Regions from separate parts of the Gossypium arboreum genome. Here region 1 is linked to region 2. Evidence: chromatin contacts called from public Hi-C data. All regions are on one chromosome and are shown on one strand. Each heading gives the region's core, a stretch centred on a gene start, on an enhancer-like site or on the middle of the called end of the contact. The rest is flanking DNA. Distances are from core to core; before and after follow the strand shown.

Region 1 (6,366 bases), core at 1,664-4,163, 390 kb after region 2:
CACTGGTAAGAAGTTAAGCATATACTCAAATATTTACGGAGAACGAGGGATTATATGCTTGTGTATTTCGGAGGAGTAGCATCGGCTACATTGGTTTTCTGCTTCTCTTTCTCGTTGATTTCAATGACCCTCTTAATTTTATTTTGAAGTTTATAACATTCAACTTTGATGTGACCCTTCTTTTTACAGTAACCACATTCCTTGTCACAGTTTCTTAACTTAGATATCACCCTTGATTTTCTCTGACCTAAATCTTTAAATTGTTGCGTTCCTCTAGCAACCAAACCAAGACTTGCTCATCTAACTTGTTCTTCATGCCTAACTCATTTTTGAGTTTATCCTACTTAAAAGATTTCCTTTCACGTCCTCAAATAAGAGTCTCTCTTTACCGTAAATCAGGGTTTCCCTGAAAGTTTTGTATGAAGGGGGCAAAGAACAATGCAATTAACATAATTTGATCTTCATCATCTATGTTAGCCTTGACATTTTTTAGGTCATTAAGGAGAGTGACAAATTATTGATGTAAGCCCTAACAGACTCACCTTCTACCATACAGAATGTATATAATCGTTGTTTCAATACCAAGCGATTTGCGCAGGACTTTTTCATATAAAGGGCTTCAAATTTCCTCCATAAGGCTGCTATTGTCTTCTCCGTAAGTACATCTTGCAATACATTGTTAGTGAGGCACAACTGAATTGTTGACAGTGTCTTCTTATCAAGTTCCTCCCACTCTGTTTGATTCGCATCTATGGCATTTTGCCTTACAACGACCTTTTTTAGACCATTCTGAACCAGAATTGTTGTCATCCGAACTTGCTACAAGCTGAAATTTGTAGTCCCATCAAACTTCTTGATATCGTACCTCATTTCCATCTCTGAACAGGTTGAATACGAAAATCGAATCGAGCTCTGATACTAATTTGTTGGGACGAACCCAAATTATGTAGCAAATACAAACAAAAACCAAGAAAATTAGACAAAAATATTTATGTGGAAAAACCCCTCCGAAGAGGATAAAAAACCATGGGCAAAGAAAACATCACTAAAACAGAAAAAATTGAAAAATGGGAGTTCAAAATGGAGAAACAAATAAACCATGAACCCGAAATATTAAGATTTCTCGAAATTCTCACAAACTCTCGCTTAATTTTGTTATTGTTATTCTAAACTATCTAGGGTTGCTAAGAAGCCTATTTATAGGCTGAAATTCATGTACAAATATGACTAAAATATCTCTAAAATAATTAGAGTTAGACTGGAAAAATATAACAAAGTTTAACTAGGAGAAAAAAACCCAATTAAGTGAGGATCATGTCATGACATGGTATTCTGTCTCTTCAGGACGCCTTTCATCATGTCGTCGAGCGTGGTGAATCTTCTCATTGTCATGTCTATGTCATGTCGTCAGAACATCGACTCTTTCTCGTTCCGACATCAACCATATTTTATCTGAAATACAAGGTAAACTCTAAACAACTACAATTGTTTCCTATTTACCATTTTTTATAATTTCTAAACTTATTGTTCCATTCCATTTAAATTATCTTTTAACTATTAAGTATTCAGAAAAACAAATACAATATATGCTATACAACGATCAAAAAATTAGTGTTGCTACTTACGTAGTCACAATGCCCGATGTCGAATGATAATTAAAAACTACGCATTTCTCGATAATATATTTTTATATGTTTGTAATGAATTCAATTAAAACACTATCTTAAATTTCATGCACCATATTGCATAGTAACATAATAATTGATTTATCCTAATTTATATTAATTTATATAATACATAATATTAAAGTAGAGTAGTGCAAGTGTAACTTCTAATTCATCATAAGTTAATTTGACACTAATTTAATTGTAAAATTATTAAAATATCTTTATTTTAAAGATAATTAATATTATAAAATATTTTTATTTTTATATTTTTATATAATTTTAAACTATTAAATGTGGAATCAAATTATTAAAGCACAAATGAACTAAAACTAGGACAATAATCAAAATGTTCTTGCATAAGCATTCTATGAACCGATTAAGCGAACTAAAACTTATATATGACAACAACTTATGGTGGGATTTGAAATTCTAAACATTTAACTACAAATGGTAGTTATCGAACCAAGGCACTTAAGACTAAGAGTCTCTACTTTCGCCAACTACGACAAGGCCTCATTGTTAATTAAAACTTTTGTTTTTTTTAATATTATGTAATAATAGTTAAATTTCAGCTTTTGATTTTTTATTATTCTCAAGTTTGAGATTTAACCTTGATGCTTTAATTTTTTACATAATTTGATACTTCAATTTTATAATGTCATTAGTTTGTCTAATACTTTATTTTGATTAAAATATTAATATTAATTTTAAAATTATTAACCATATTAAAATTCTTTGTTAAATTCAAATAGATTATAAAGTCATTTTTCTTTACATGATTACTAGTTGATTTTTTTTATTTTAAAATGCCAGACCAACATATTTAAGTGAAGAAATTTTAAAATGTCAACAATTAGACCTGAATTTTTAAATTAAACTAAATTCTTAAAAATAAAAGATGAAAATTAATTAAAATATATGAAAATATAAAATTTTTATTATACAATTTAGCCCAAAATATAATTATAAATACAAATATAATCCTACCAACTATAAAGTAGAGTCCATTTAATACAATGAACAACGGATGAAAAACTGAAAAATTGAACAAAAACTCACACAAAACATTGACTTAAAATGAAAAACAAACCTAATCATTACAATTAGGGACTCAAATCTAATCTGGGCCCAACCTTTTGTGAACAATTACGGACTCGAATCTAACCCGGGCCCAACCTTTTGTGAAGAATATGAATCTCACTGGGTATTTAGATACAATTATAGTGTATCTTATCTCAAATTCTACAACGTGGCTAATTAATAAGTAATGAGCACATGCTTATTGCCTCTAAGTAGTGGTCCACTTTCACTTCCATCCAAAATTTTTTTGGCTCTCATTTTTGTCTTAAAACTTCATATTTCGTATTTCTAACTCCACTTTCTGTCCATATTTTTCTTATAACAAAAAGTTTATCTACTTTTCAAGTTTTCTTTTTTCTAATAAATTTTATTTTGTTTCTCTTTTCGGCCCTCTCACCAAGAAAAAAGTGAAGCAAAGATGATCCATCTTTGTCAGTTTCAAAGCCCTCAGCCATGGTTGTTGTCTCCAACAATTTCCAAGTTCACTCAAACATCCTCTTCTACTAGGTACTTTTGTATCTTTTTCTTTGCTCTGAACATGAGTTATTGAAGTTGGGTTTCATTGAATTTCTGGTAATAATGCATTACTGCTCGTCTTATGAACTTAAAACACTCCATTTTTTAAACCCTAAACTTACTTCAATTAGTTCATTCAGTTGTCCTTAAGTAGGAAGTGGGCTGAATTTTAGTTCAATTGGTTTGTATCCAGTTATCCTCCCCAAACTTAGTTTAAATGATTCAGACAAACCCTATTTTTTTCTTTAATTCTTCAATGTTAATGGACTAATTCTCTATATAATTATGTATGCTGTTATAGGTTTGGTTTTTGTTGGGGGTGGTGGTGGTGTGCCTTTATGAGTTTTTGGTCTGCCAAGTTTGCTAACTCTCCGAAACATTGACATTATATAACATGTTCTATGATGCTCAAACTCTTCAATTTTATGAATATATTTGACTGTTGTACGCTTTTACACCTTAAAGACTGCTCTAAGGGCACTCATTATCGAAACCCGAATAATAACATTACAGTTTTCTAAACGTATATCACAGTAGCATGCATTATAGTTAAACCGAAGTACTCATGTCCTCCACATGGCCAGACACAAATATGGATATGACTCTCAAAGGACTCTTCAAATACATGGAAAACTTAGAAAATTAAATATACTTTTGTTGGACACATCCATACTCGGGACTACACACCAACCCAAGTAACATAGCAAGTTTTTTTACTGTTGCACTTTCTAAAAGCTACAAAATGGTTGACCAGTTCTTGTAGCATGGCTGTGCTGGTTCTGCAAGTAGTGGATTCGAGGTTAAAACCGTTCCATCATAGACAAAATTGGTTTTTCTTCCCTTGTCTTTTTGCCTGATCAATTGGATAATTATTTAGCTTATCCAACATAGCATGTGGTCTGAAGTTTTGCTCTTTCTTTTTCAGTTTATGTAGTTGCCTTTTCTTTTTTCTTTTGTAGAACACACGGGATTAGAGGCTCGAAGAATATGATATTTTTCCGGAAATCAGTACTATGCAGTTTTTGGTTGAACAATTCTTCATCTAACAATGTGCATAAATTTGTAAACGGTAGAGGTGAGTCCAAGCCATCTGCATCAAGAGTTTGTCAAACTGATGGTTGTGCTTGGTCTTTATCTTTTGATGTTAACTGTGGAACTTTTATTGTTCTAATCACCCTTTGTTGAAGATCTATCACATAGGTGAATCATTAAATTTGGAATTTCGGATTTTTATGTCAAAGGAGTATGCATAACATTTGTGGTCGGTTGGTAATTGTGCAAGCTAATCCTAGCTTGTTAGTGTTCGATAAGCTTATGTTTTACAGGCTCATAATTACACTTCTAGTTGTGTTTTCTAGTTTACATTTATGCCTATTTGCCTCACGTTTTGTTCCTTCGGAAAGTTAAAAGATCATTTTTCGCTTTCCGTAAGAATCATGATAGCTTTTCTCTTACAGGAAAATGGGAAGTTACTTGTAGAAAAGAAACATATAATTCAGAGTGCAGTTCAAATAACTCGAATGTCAAACTCTTTAGGATGGACTTACTGGATGGTTCTCAAGTAAGGATTAAATCTCGGATTCTAAAAGTGTTAATATGAATATGCTTTCTTGATGTTGTAAATAGATGTGTTCTATCAATTTGTTGCAATGACTTAGAGTTATTATATATTTTTCTTTTCCATTCTTTGAATATCTTCTGTATTAATAGATAGTTTTCATTATGAACGTTGCATGCATCTACCAGTGGATTGTTTGTTTTCTGAACGTTGCATGCATCTACCAGTTGATTGTTTGTTTTCTGTCTTTCTTTATTTTCCGGAGTGGAGCCAAGTGGAGCAATTTCTGGTACATGCTACCATAACATGACTCTGGTTTGGTTTCGAAAGTGTCTTCCTCTATCCATCCATAATGATAATCCTCTTAAGTAAATAAAGGTGAAACAAAAGAGGAAAAACCCAATCAAGGAAGGTAGTTTGGTTTAAGGCAACTTGTTCTGGACTTGATCAGATATGAGCTTAACCATGCACAATGACCCCTGTTGTTCAATAAACTAGTGACGGACTAGCCACCCTACATGTGAAACTGATGGAATCATGCAACATGAGCATGTCTTGGAAGGTCATATTTCCATACCTATTTTCAAATATGTGTTCGACATGGATGTTGAACAAAAGTCCTTCAAGCAAAATGAAGAGTTAGAGCAACATACTTGGAAGGAAAAAAACAAATCAGGGTAACTTGTTCAACTATGGATTATGGATGTAAATCAGAGAAAACCAAAAGCAAGGAGATCGTTCTTGCCACATAAGATCTTTCTTCCCAAGAAAACGACTAAAGAAGTCTTCCAACATTTATTGCTATTGGACTTCTTATTATAATGCAATCTTGCTATTTACGGAATCATGTGGTGATGCTCGAAATTACCTTGTTCATTTGGCTGCTGTCATTGTAGTGGAAGCTTGCACTAGTAAACATTCATTTATGGAATTATTTACAGAAAATGAATATTGAAGTCTCTGTTGACATTATTTATTACAATATTCCGTACATCTTACAATAATGCAATTTTGCTATTTACTGAATTATTTGGTAATGTTCAAAATTACCTTGTGCATTTGGCTGCTGTCATTGAGTGGAAGCTTGCACTAGTAACTGTTCATTTACAGAAATATTTCTACATTACCATTATTTGACTCATAGAACTTGCTGCTTTCTCATTCGTTTTCGATTCTTGGATGGTATAGCGATGACTTTACAACTTTTAATGGCCAAATTTTCTTGATTGTCATCACTGCAGCTGCAGGGTCATCAAGCTAAACCGATCAGGACTTTGTCGGCATTTTTCTTACTGAGATTAATCCAAATAGATTTTGCCAGCACATTAATAAAGATGGTCCAAGACTTATTTCCACATCTATTTCGGAATTTGGCTGTTAGAAGCTTACCTCTTGCATGCATATCTAATTCCTTGAATAAGCCGACGCCTCTTAACTTGAACATGTCCTTACCTTCGGTTCAAGATATTAGGTGGAATTTTTCTCGGATACTGTATTTATTCAACATTCAACTGGACAAAAATATTTCTACGTAAGTAAAATTTA
Region 2 (6,212 bases), core at 3,001-5,500:
AACTAAAATTACTTCTATATCGAATCAAACCTCTGAATTTGGAACTACCTTATAAATGAACATTAATTGAATAAACTTCTTTTACGCACTGAGTTCGCAACTCATTTTGTTTTTTATTAGATTTCATGTGGTTCCCAGATTTGAACAGGTTGGCGCAACGAGAGCTCGGTCAAACGTTTATCTTTCTTTAAGTAGTATATTAAGAATTTCGGTAAACTATAACAGTATGAATTTAGAAGATTAAACACTACTTAGTTTTGTGATGAATGTGATGTGAAGTATGGTTTAGCTTTACTGTGTTGTTTGTGTGGCAATTGATAATCGATGATGTAACTCTCTAGACTTAGGCTGGTTGTCTAGGCAGGGTTTAGGGTGTTACTGTAACAGTCCGGTTTAGACCCTAGTCGAAATAGTGGTTTCGGGACCACAAATTCGAGTAATAAAAATATTTTAATATTATTTTTCATGCTTATTATATGTGAATTGACATGTGTGAAAGTCCCGTATGAAAATTTGATCATTTGTGTGCTTAATTTGCAAAAAGGACCTAATCGCTGAAAATGTAAAAGATGTGTTCTTTTGCTAAAGTGTCTATTTGCTATGTCTTTATAATTAAGAGGTCCTTATGTTATTATTAAACCATTGAATTAATGCATGGACATAGTTTGACATTAGATAGTGGAATTCTAATGAAAATAACAAGGCTAAAATGGTAAAATGAATATAAATGTTAAATTAATAAAACAAAAACATAAATTTGGTGTTATATTCATCACCATTGCCAAAATATCAAAGAAAAATAAAAGAATAAAAGCTTTTAGGGTTCAGCCATTGATTTCTTTGGTTAAGGTATGAGTTTTGTTCAGTTTTTAATAATTTCTACGTTTTTGTGATTGTTGCTTAGTAATCTATCAAGCCCATGTTTCAATTTTTGGAATTTTTGGTGATTTTGAGTTGAACCATTGATGAAATTATGAGTTTTATGAAGTTTGATGATAGTTTATGAAAGCTTGATGTTGGGTTAATATATTTTACCTTTGGATTTTTGATGAATTTGAGTAAAATGGGCTAAATTGTGAAATTTGTAAATTGAGGGACTAAAATGTGCAATAAATGAAATATATGGGCTTATATGAATACTATGAAAATTCGGCTAAGCATATGTGTAAGGAAATTTTGTGTATTTTGTGATTTTGTGAATTAGGGACTAAAGTGTCAAAATGTGAAAATGTGAGGGCTAATTTGTAAAATTCCCAAAATATGTGTTTTTAGATTAAATTGAATGATTTTTTAAATAAAAGAGTTAAATTTGAATTTATATAGATCCAGAACCAAAGAAAACGAAATTAGATTGGGGAAAAACAAAAGTCGTTGAATAGTCGCTCGTTTTCGTTCATTTTCGTACGAGGTAAGTCGATATACAAATAAATGTGTTTTGAATTGAATTATTATTGTTTTTATGCTCTTGAACAATGATGAATGATATATGAGTTGAGTATGAGATATCCGAGAAAGTATCGACAAAGTTTCGACGTCTGAGAAGTCTTGTATGAACCATAGGAATAGTTAGGATACATATGTCATGACATAGGATCCGATATGTGTTCTCGTGTAATACCACGTCTGAGACGTTGGCATCGACTTATGATTTACATATAAGACCATGGTTGGGACATCAGCATCGTATTTGATTTCGTGTAAGACCCTATCTGGAACAGTGGCATCGATATTTGATTACATGTAAGACCACGTCTGAGACGTTGGCATTTTATGAGTTTTTTGAATTATTCGAGTATCCTTATTGATTCCAAACGGTTTAACAGGCATTCCAAGAAACGAGTAATTATGTGGTTGAGTATTGATTCAGGTACGCTTGAATTGTATATTATGATTAAGAATAAAAGGTAAGTATTTGAACCTATGTGGACATATGAAATATGTATGAGTTATATGAGACTTATAGATATATGGATATGCTTTGCCATGATCTATATGATTGAATTGAATTTAAATTATGAATGTGATAAGTTTATTTGTATATGGCTTACTAAGCTTTTGAAAGCTTACTTTGTGTGTGTTTTCAACTGTTTTATAGATATCGTAGCTATCAGGAGCTCGGGGATCATCAAGGATCATCACTACTACCGAACTCTATTTTGGTACCTTTTGAAAATGTATATATTGAAGTACGGCATGTATAGGCTAGAAGTATGTGAATATGATTTATAATATGCATTATCTAGCCATGTGATATAGCTTGGTTATGGATGTGATTATGAATGAATTTTGGTATATACTTTGTGTTCAAAAATGGTATTTTTTTATACACTCTTGAATGACCAAATGAAATGGTCAATTTTGGTAAGTTTTGGTATGTGCTTATTTGAGAATTTGAAGTTTATGGCATAAGATTAAATGAAGTAAATTGAGGTTATGAAACTTAAGTTTTGGTATGACTTTGAATTATGATTTGGCATGATTTTGATATAGTTATAAGCGTGAATTTGGTTGTTTATGATATGGCATGAATGGTGTATGTTTGGTGTATGAATTAGCTGGAAATTGATATGAAATGTGCCTAGTTTTATGCTTGTAGGGATGACCCAAAATGGGTGGCAAATTGGCTTTTCAAATAGCCTATTTTTGCCCACATGGGCAGAGACACGGGTGTGTGTCCCAACCGTATTGCTCGAGGGCCATTTTGAAATGAGCCAGGGCAGACCGCACGGTCGCACACACGGGCGTGTGCTAGATCATGTGGCCAAGTCAGTAGCCTCCCTAATTTTCACACGGCCTGTTCACACGGGTGTGTGACCTGTACAACTTTGAAAAATGTTTAAGTTTTGAAAATTTTTGTATGAGCTCGGTTTAGTCCCAACCCCTTTCTAATGCATGCTTAAGGTCTCGATAACCTAAATAAAGGACTCTATGGTAATGTGTGACTATGATTGATAATGATGTATATGAATTGTTCATAAAATATTCCGATTTGTCTTTAACCCTAGTTCGACGACAGATACGGGTTAGGGGTGTTACAATTACAATCTAAATTAATTATTATTTTCAAAATATTGCTTTTCTTAATTACATGAAATAAAATTCTATTATATATTAAATATGTTAAAAATGTTTGAATTATTATTTGAATTTTTATTATAATATTTTAATGGTTAATAAGTTAATATATTAAAATTTTGATTAAGGAATATTACTCTACACTAATTATAATATTTTAAAATTAATAAAAATTAAATGTGTAAATTTCACATACAACACATATGATATTGAAAACTATTAATATTTAAAAAAACGAGAGGTGTCAATTGAGTTTTAATTCGATTGACATTGTTATCAATGCAAGAGGTTGTGGATTCGGGTGCGCTAAAATGCATTATTCTCCTATTTATGGGTTGGGGAGAGACTATAAATAATTTTAGATATTGTGTTACAGAAAAGCAGATATAATGAGAGAAAAAAACGAGTGAAACATATTTCTTTCCTACTATTTAAAGTGCTTGAAAAATTATAAATAACATAAAAGAAATCATACCATACTAATCACTGCTCATCAAACCATTTCTACCAAACAAACTGAATACTCATTTAATAGCATTAATTTGATTGATATCACTAGCCTCAACATCTCTCCAACTCAATCAAAAGATGGCTAAAATGAAGCAATTATTAAAGAAGAAAAAAGTTGATTAATATTGATTTTCATGCAAATTTAGTCAAGAGTGGTATTATTAACAACAGGATGACCCGGACACTGTGGTGGAGCCGGTAGTTTACAAGGTGCACCATGGGAGAAGTAACACATGCATTCATCGAACGGAATCCCGCCGCCAGCTGAGCGGCAGAAGGCTGTGATCTGCCCTATCCCTCGATAACAAGGGCGGCATGTTTCAGCGCACTGTTTCACCTCAGGACAACCGCCACCTTTTACAGCTAGTTCACAGCCTGCTTCCACTTTTGAAACCATATTTTTCACTGCAACAACACCCACAATAGAAATCAACAATACAATAAAACCTAAAACTTCAATATTACTTAGTTAGCAGCAGTCGATATTATGATGGTTAGTTTATGATTTCGTGAAGAGGAATAACATTTATTATACAAACCCGAAGTGAATATGACGAGAACCAGAAGGAAGTTAAAGGAAGGAGAGGGCTTGAAAATCTTCATTTCTTTTTTTTTTGGCAACAATTTTGTTCAGAGGAGAAGAAGTTAATATAATATGGGGTTTGGTGAGCGTATTATTTTTCACCTGAATTTCACAATTATTTTTATATTAAGTTAAGATAGGTTCTGAATTTGACAATTATTTATTATTGGGTTTTGAATTTTTTTGCCTAAATCAATCTATGAAATTGACAATTATTCTCATATTGTGCTTTTTTTTTTGCAATTATTCTCATGTTCGGATTTAAATTTTTTTTAGGAAATATCATGAATTAATTTGGGCCAAAAAAAATTTATTCCTCGATATCATGAACTAATTCAAGAATTAACAAGAACCCAAAAAAAATCAAGCTCAAATATTGGACCAATTGCTAAATTTAGGTCCCAAATAGAACATTAACCCAATTTTAACTAGTAGTCATCTAACTATTAGTAAATTTTTTTTTAATTATTTAATTATAAAAAGTTACAAAATGGTCACCCAACTATCCAATTTGACTTTTTTTGTCACTAGCTAGCTAACAGTGGACTTTTAAAATTGGCATAACAGTAACTTTAACCCTCAACGTTTATAAATCATGTAAATTTAGTCTTGATTCTAAAAAAAATTTAACCCTCATTATTTACACATTGTGTAATTTGGTCTCTCAATTTTTATGCAATTTTGCTTCTTCTTCTTTTTTTTTTTGGGTGACATTAAGGGTTAATTTTAAAAGAATGAGAAAATATTAAATTTATTATCTTAAATTTTTTTGTATATTTTCAATCAAATTAGCTAATAAAATTTTTTTTTTAGCTTTTTAGGTGAAAGGGTTACAAAATAAAAAAACAAAATGGCAAAAAAACCAAATTACATAATGTGTAAATGTTGAGGGTTAAAGTTTTTAGAATCAAGGCTAAATTGACACAATGGATAAATATTAAGAGTTAAAACTACTATTATAACAATTTTAAAAGCTGCCATTGTTAGCCAATTTGTGACAAAAAAAATAAAATTAAATAGTTAGAATAACTATTTTCTAATTTTTATAATTAAATGGCTAAAAATAATTACTAATAATTAAATGATCATTTTTAATTTTTATAGTATTAATATACTTTACCCTAAAATTTAAATAAAAAGTATTGGTTTTATTGTTAAAATTTTAGTTACATCGAATTGAATCACATCAAATTAATATATATATATATTATTAGGTGGAACCCAAAAGGTTGAAGAACTTTATGAACGTTTGGAACGCTATTAATGCAACAATATTCTGAAATGGTCCTTCCTTATTAAAGTAGAAATGTCTTTAGCATTAATGACCTAAATCCTGCACCATGCATCAATTCATACCTTTTTTTGTTTGTTTTCCAAGTTTTTTTTTTTTTAATACAATGCAAGTAGCTGGCCAAGAATGAAGAGGGTTTTTGCATAACTTATTGGTCAGCCCAATGTGATCAACTAAATCGGAAAAACAAAAGAATGCCAAGGAAAGAAATTTCAAATCTATTTTTAAAATTTTATTTTATTTTTAAAACTTTTAATTTTTAATATATATTTTAAAAATAAATTTTTTGATTTTAAGCAATAACATGACACAATATCAAACTGTCAAATCATTACATTTTAACACTATTAAAAAGCTAGCAAAAACATCTATTAATGAAAGAAGACCAAATCATGATGTTAAATTTTTTACTAAGCACCTATATATTGTGTTTTCTTTTCCTATCTAAACAATTTTTTTGTATTTCATTTTACTTTAAAAGTAGATGGTGTTGTAATAAATATGTTTAATGTGTTTATGTTTTTATTTGTTTTATTATTTTTAAGATAAAATAAGATAAAATTAATAATTTAAATTCCACTTTTGATAATAATAATAAAAAGTAGTTAGTAATATAAAATAAATATTGTTTAAGGCTAATTTACTAATAGAGTCGAATTTTTAAGTTTGAGTTGGATTGGTTGAATAAATCAAATAATATTTTAAAATATATATTAAAATGTTTTACATTAATATTTTTATATTTATAATCCA

The links. Hi-C and Micro-C count contacts between places; a contact is called where the count stands out from the background.
Region 1: a contact with region 2 is called in a Hi-C map of leaf, with 2.3 times the contacts expected there. The contact joins the promoter of LOC108457177 here to the promoter of LOC108452673 in region 2. A contact is called at or near these places in 2 of 5 Hi-C or Micro-C datasets (both in leaf).

The regions. Positions count from the first base shown.
Region 1 is chr9:57,822,035-57,828,400 of ASM2569848v2, forward strand. It overlaps LOC108457177 (putative ion channel POLLUX-like 2), which reads left to right and starts at 2,914. Exons shown (of 24, transcript XM_017756079.2): 1 at 2,914-3,254; 2 at 4,223-4,338; 3 at 4,721-4,824; 4 at 6,063-6,352. The coding sequence starts at 3,166. All of the region lies in intron 2 of LOC128280753 (a long non-coding RNA gene), which reads left to right.
Region 2 is chr9:57,430,863-57,437,074 of ASM2569848v2, forward strand. It overlaps LOC108452673, which reads right to left and starts at 4,251. Exons shown (of 2, transcript XM_017750473.2): 1 at 4,125-4,251; 2 at 3,577-3,990. The coding sequence starts at 4,188. The coding sequence ends at 3,728.